Regions from separate parts of the Gossypium arboreum genome. Here region 1 is linked to region 2. A link is a contact called in public Hi-C data. All regions are on one chromosome and are shown on one strand. The core of a region is the stretch at or near the end of the contact, and the rest is flanking DNA. Distances in the headings are between cores, read along the strand shown. Region 1 holds the start of LOC108451754. Region 2 holds the start of LOC108450215 (ribose-phosphate pyrophosphokinase 4).

Evidence for each region. A called contact is a pair of places that touch in the nucleus more often than the background predicts.
Region 1: a Hi-C map of leaf shows a contact between it and region 2, with 2.6 times the contacts expected there. The contact joins the promoter of LOC108451754 here to the promoter of LOC108450215 in region 2. A contact is called at or near these places in 2 of 5 Hi-C or Micro-C datasets (both in leaf).

Annotation. Positions count from the first base shown.
Region 1 is chr4:6,663,309-6,667,212 of ASM2569848v2, reverse strand. It overlaps LOC108451754, which reads left to right and starts at 2,421. Exons shown (of 1, transcript XM_017749407.2): 1 at 2,421-3,904. The coding sequence starts at 2,737. The coding sequence ends at 3,783.
Region 2 is chr4:6,509,478-6,512,847 of ASM2569848v2, reverse strand. LOC108450215 (ribose-phosphate pyrophosphokinase 4) reads right to left here and starts at 1,355. Exons shown (of 7, transcript XM_017747737.2): 1 at 968-1,355. The coding sequence starts at 1,116.

The DNA.
Region 1 (3,904 bases), core at 1,172-3,671, 150 kb before region 2:
AAATAGTAATTAAATAATGAGGAAGCTTATTTTCGAGGATTCGAGATGTCGTGTCCTAACTTACGGGACATGACATTTTCATTTCGGTTACTTTGAGATGAGAAAGCCTTTTACACATGTTTTAATTTATTTAAGTTATTTTAGTTAAAAATATCATTATGCAACGCGGGATTGCGTTTTAAATTCTCTTCAAATTTTTAATTCTCGATACTAAGACATTAATTAATCAATTAGGTACCAATTCTAGGCATTACGAGGGTGCTAATCCTGCCTCGTGCGTAACCGACTCCCAAACCGTTTCCTAGATTTTGTAAACTAAAAATCATTGTTTTAGTGAATCTAAAATTTTTATTAAAATGATCTAATTACTAGGTGATCCAATCACACCTAATGAAAAGGATTGGTGACGACTCCATTTTCTTTTTAAATAGAAGTCCATTAAAAAAAAAGGTTTCGACAACTACCAAGTGAGTATTTTTTATTTAAAAATGTGACATCAACAAAAAAAATTAACAATGTCAACAATTGGACTTGATTTTAAAATCTAAAAAGTAGAGGGACTAAATTCTTGAAAATAAAAGTACAGAAACTAAATTAAAATTTTGTGAAGAGTACATAGACTTATCATATATTTGAACTTTTATACTACAAAACATCTATTATTAATATATTTATAATTGTAATAAATATTTATTTTAAAATATTAATATTGAATATTTTCAAAAGAATATTATTTAAAATTATTATTTTTAAAATTTATTATTAAAAATAAAATAAAATATTAAATAATTTATTAAAATAATAAATATATTAATTATATTAATAATTTATTATATAACTAAATATAAATTAATAATTATGTATGTTTAATGATATTGAAAAATATAATATTTTATATTAATATTTTAATAATTTTAAATATTTTTAGAATAAAATAAAATTTATTTTCAATATAATAATATTAAATTTGATTTAAGTTATTTTATATAAAATAAAATTATTTATATAGGAACTCTTTTTCAAAAATAACTTATGCTTTTAAAAACATAAATCATTTTATAAGAAAAAAATTATTTTGCATTAACTTATAAATCATCGTCTGTTAACTAGAAAACATTTTTCATAAAACTTTTAACATATAAACAAACATAAACTTAATAATTTTTAGCACAGGAAGCTATTTATTGGAGACAATGGTCGAAAATTATTTGGCTCTGACATGGGGACGCTAATACTAAGATATTTCATGCTCAAGCATATAAAAGGAAACGACTTAACCATATCCATATGATTCATGACTTAGAAGGGCGGCCTTGTGTGAATATGGTGCTGGAAAGAATAGTTAAGAAAATAGTGAACATTACACAATGGAAGTTAATTTTTTTTCTTAAAATCGAGCCTCGTGGAATTTATAATAATAAACCATAAATCAAATTATTACATATGTTTTGCGTGAATGAGTCTAAGTCGTATCTTGACTTTCTATCAAACAATATTTCTTACTTTTCTTGAACTTTGGAATGCTTTAAGTGTAGGTTCACACAACACCAACTGAATACACATAATAAAAACTTTGATTAAGTGTGAAAGTTAACTTTTTGCTATGAGAAATTAGAAAACCTTTTTACCTTAGTAAAACATAGAATTTATTTTGTGAATAAATTGTCATTGTTTTCTGATGGAGTAATGACCCCAAATGTTATGTTAATTAGGTTATTTCATAGTTCCTATTTATAAGAAAAATGCTACAAAAGTTTTAACAATATGTTATTAAATAATAATATTTTAATAGAAAAATACAATATTCCTTTCTATGAAATATTAAGGCGATGACATACCCTAATGGATACTAAAGTTTGTTGCCCTTTTCATTTGAGATGGATATATTGAGCTTGTCTTATGTACAGGTATAATTATATATATTATTTGGACTTCTAACCAACATATATCATTTAATCAATCTAATAGCTAATTTTCTATTCTTAAAATATTAATTAATTAATTAATTAACCCAATTAAATTATTTTCTCAACCTAATTCTAATTACATTAAAGTATTGTATTAGAATATATGAGGAAATAGATTTAGTTGCCTCGTTCAATACAACTATGATGATTAATTAATTGAGACTTTGGTCTCAAATTTGTCATGTTGTAAATATTGAGGGTCAAATTTATTAAAATTTTAGAATTTGAATTAAAATGACGAAATTTGTAAACATTGAGGGGTAAATTTATTATTAGACAAAAAAAAAAAAGCCCAAGTCAACTTCCTGTCACTCGTAACTACAAGGGACTAAAATATTTAATTTCAAAAAGTTTAGTGATTAAATTGAAATAATTAATAGTTAAGTGACTAAAATAGAACAAAATCAATAGTTTATTGACATTTTTGTACTTTACCCTAAACCTTTTGATAACGGGTTAACCCATTCAAAAGCTGCAAGAACTGGAAACGGAAGCTAAGCTCTCTGGAAATTCGGAAAGCAGAAGATTAGATCTCCAACTACCCTCCCAAATATTTTCCAGGTCTTGACTTCTTCAGTTCTTCAACTATCATTCTATCTTTTGCGATCTACAAATAACATCTTGGAATGTCCAACCTTTAATATCTATATTACACCCACCCTTTTTTAGACTTTAGACTAATCTTAGATTCAATTTATTAGTGAATTGTTTCAATTAGACTTTAGGCTTACAAGTGTTCAAGCCTGTTATTGTTAATCTGTTGTCAGCAATGCTGAATCGTGGAACAAAGTTAAAGGCATGGCATGGACAAAAAAAATACCCGGTTGTGGTCCCAGTTATGTTTGTGGTATCAGTCTCAGTAGCATTAGTGTTCCTTTTCCACAGAAATGATGAAAAGCAGATTCAGGCATACGGACTGCCACCGGAGAGAAAATGGAATAGGTTTGAGTCTTTGGTGCAGTTTAATCCAAAAAGAGAATTCCGGAATGGGACGGATTTGATATGGCAAATACCCGATTCGCCTAAGGCTGTTCTTTTTCTAGCTCATGGATGTAGTGGTAGAGCTGTTAATTTTTGGGATAAGTCTCCTAAATGTCCTGAATGTGTTGGTTTGCCTGAGGAAAGGCTGCTTGTGCTTCATGCTCTTGCTCGTAAATTTGCTGTCTTGACTATATCAAGCGCAGGGAGGTGCTGGGCATTTGGGGAAGAAAGGTTGATTGTTGAAGATATTATAACATGGTGGGTTAAGAGACATAAACTTGGAAAGCTTCCTCTTGTGGCTTTGGGGGCCTCTTCTGGTGGGTATTTTGTATCTGCAATTGCTAATGATTTGAAGTTTAGTAGTATTACACTTATGATTGCTGAAGGATTATTTGATCACATGGACATTAGAGAGGACTATCCACCGACCCTTTTTGTGCACATGCCAAAAGATTTACGTAGGCAACAAAAAATAACTGAATTCATTGAAGTTTTGAGAAATAAAGGGGTTGATGTTGCAGAGATTGAATGCATGGAGTTGCCTCTGTCACCAACTTTTTTGTCTGATAGAATCCCAAGTCTTGATCAGACTATTTCTGCTACGTTGTTCAACCTATTCAGGGAGAAAGGCTTTGTCGACGAGAATGGGTATATGAAACGGGATGGGCGTGCGACACATTGGAAAGATGCTCTCCAGGATAGCAAGCCTAATTTGCTAGAAAAGGATTTGGTGCATCCCATTGAGGAGGAGCTAAATCTTGCATTTGCCTATCATGAAATGACTAGTTTGCAATCTGAAGAGATTTTTAAATGGTTTGAGTCTCATATGGCCTGAACAGTACACAATTGTGCCACATTCTCCTTTCTTTCTGTTTGACCAAAGTACTGACTGTCAAAAGTGATCGTACATACAACTCTTCGTAACAATCCCTGAATTTGAGCTAGACTGAATTGTT
Region 2 (3,370 bases), core at 106-2,605:
ACATTGGAAGTTTAAAGACAGAAAAATAAAGTCACTGTTGAAATGCCAACATAATGTTGAAAGGATTCAATGTTCTTGATTTGGCCATGATACAGGCTTCAGCAATAAAAGAAAGCAAGAAACACATGGTCAGTCAACATAAAAAAATTGCAAAACATGTGTAAATAAAGAAAATAGTAGATATTAAAAAATTGACAAGTAAAGGAGTTTGCATCTATCAACATATTGGCTCAGTCTCGGTGGAGGACTTAAAGGTAAGAACATAGACAGGTTTAGCGTGTTCTTGGGAGAAAGTTAAAACAAGAAAATAAGCTGATTTTCCATGTTATTGAACATGATGACCAACTTATGAGTGGGTTTAGAATTGACAGACTTGGACCGAGTTATTTCAAGTCTTGACAAAAGCTCCCAAGTCCATTGTCAAGCAGGCACCTTTGGATCAACGATTACTATTCATTGGCTGTAACAAGGTTCTCAGAACTACATTTGCAAATTGCATGAATTGCTCATCTAAAAAGATAACATATAGAACCCAGAAGTAAACACACAAGGAAGTTGATCAGAGTCTCATAAGACTGAAGAATAAGAACAAAGTGGCAGAAAACAAAGATGATCCAAGAATTCACATCCAGATAAAGAGCACAACTTTTCCCCTTTTTTTCTCAAATTTTTTTAAGAAAATAAAAATACAGACGCTTTGTTATAAGAGTTCATGAAATTCTTTGCCACTTATCCTAACACACAATCTGATCATATACCATTTTATCAACTTTTTTAAAAAAAAAATTCAACCTTTCTACAGACAGATTAAACAAAAAGCAAGAAAGAAAAACACCCACCTTAAAAAAATGCAAAAGAAAAGAAAAGAAAAGAAAAGAATCAAAAGAACAGAAACATGAAAAGTTGTCATTCAAAGGAGAAAACAAACCAAAGATTTTGAAGAAATAATTGAGGCAAGTGAGTATACCTCCAGTTGATAGATTGAAGGGTAATGAGTTGGGAGTGAGCAGCAACTTTGCGGGCAAGCTCTTCACACTCCATACAGTAAAACAATCGAACTTGCTTCTTATTCCCAGACTTCAACTCTCCCGTGACCTGGTTGTTATTGTTCTCCATTTTTTTGTTTAAGCTTTTTTACAGGGGAGGAAAAAAGAGAGACTTTAGAATTCAGACAGAGGTAGAGAGAGACAAAGATATAAAAAGAAAGAAGTGAGAACTACGAGGGTAGGCTTTGCGACCTCTCCTCCGGTTTCCCTCACAGTTTATATATAATACAAACTCTTCACTCTTCTCTATTTTCTTGGGGGGTCTGTCTGTCTTGACCTAATACGACAGAAATAATAATAATAATAATAATATAAAAAAAAAACTAAGCGAAGGTTTAATTCTGGTTTTAGTCCTTTCCTAGAAAGCATACAAATAAGAGAAAAAATACTAAATTTATTAATTCATTCAAGGAATAAAAGTGTTCAATTTAGAAAAAAATAGTAAATACTTATAGTAGATGATGAATGACAATTTTATCAACGCAATAAAGATTTTATAAATAAACTAATCGACAAATAAATTGAGTATTCACCAAATTAGAGAGGATGACAATAAAATTATCTTTAAAATTACTAGTAAAATTAAGATTACATGTATAAACAATACTAAAAAACGTGTTATAAGAACAGAAAAAAGTCTAAAGCTAAAGATTTATTAAACAATAGAAAACAAACAAAAAAATATATAAAACTTAAGACAATAGGTTTCAAATCGATACGTGAAATCATTTATTATTCTAAAATACTCTCAAAGGTAAATCAATATAAAACAATATGATCTCTATTCTTATTCTTATAGACTATTCCAATTCATAACATTGTAAAGTGTCACAATTAAAAGAATTTGGGAATTTCTTTTAAGGTTATTTCATTTAACACAACACATTTAATCAAATAGAAAATTAATCTGATGTTTTAAAAATATTTCAACTCAATATCACTTTAACAGTAGTTAATGTGTTCATGAGTTTGACCAGAGTTAGGTATGGGTTGAATCATTATATGGTATTAATATAATATATGTATGTCCAAATTTAATTCGCTTGATGTAAATATAAACTTTAAATTTTACCTAAATTCATTCATATTTGTAAAAAAAAAAACTAAGCTCTTTTTAGTTAAAATTTTTGTTTTAATATAATATTTAACAATTTTATATGTTTTTCTTCTTTTATTAAGAAAAATAGGATTAATAGACTATTTGATAGCTAAATTTAGCTTCAATGTTTCATTTGGTATCTATATTAAACGAAATCATGGAAGAATGAAGATTTTTACATATGTGCTATAGTAAAAAAAACATAGAAACTTAATTAGAAAAAAAGTACCAAATTAAACATTGAAATCAAACTTAGGCGCTTAATTAGGACATAAAAATTTAAATATAAAATTAAATATTAAAGTCAAACTCGGTGTCAAATAATATATTAACCCAAAATTTTAAGCATGGTTAACATATTTTTTAATATTCACCTTATAGTATTAAATATTACTCTAAATTTAATTTTTATGTGTTATAAAATACAAAATATATATAATAAAATAATATAATATATATTACAATATTAAAATGAGCCAAACTAGACTAAGCTCGATCTTAAATATTAGAGCCCTAACCTAGTCATATTTTTAATTGTCTTAATTTTTTTTGTCGAAACATATTTTTTAGCTTAATATTTTTGTCCAATTCTTTCCAAATATCAGATGGAGCTTTGGGCTTATGAGTCCAACCTTTGAACAAATCTAATTTGAATATACTAGTAATATTATAAAAGGAGAGAACCAAATAATGTTAAATTAAAGTGGGGATTAAATCTTAATTTTTATCTTAGTAAAATGACTAAAACTAAAATTGAACAAAAAATTAAAATACAATATAATTTATGATAAAACAAATAAATGAACATGTGGAAAAAAGTTATATAATAAGCTTAAATGCAAAAACAAAATCATAAAAAGATTAAAAAATCAATTTAACCCTTAATCAAGAATTGGAATCGGTTGTGCTCTTAATCAAAAGTTAACAATCAATAGAGTCCCTAAAATATAGTTTTTCCGTCCAAGCTCTTGATATGTTGTTAAGTGATGACATGCCAACTGGTGTGAAAAAATAATAAAGTGGCGATGACGTAGTGCCTCACATGGAGGGTTTATTTGATTTTTAATTATTTTACAAATAGTTTAATTTTATAGTAGAGGTAGTAAGTTTTAATTTTATAAAATTTAATATTTTTAAATTTTCTAAAAAATAGAATATTTTAATAATTTATAATAAGTTTAAAATATACTATTAGTCATTATACCTTTATAGAATTTGAGATTTA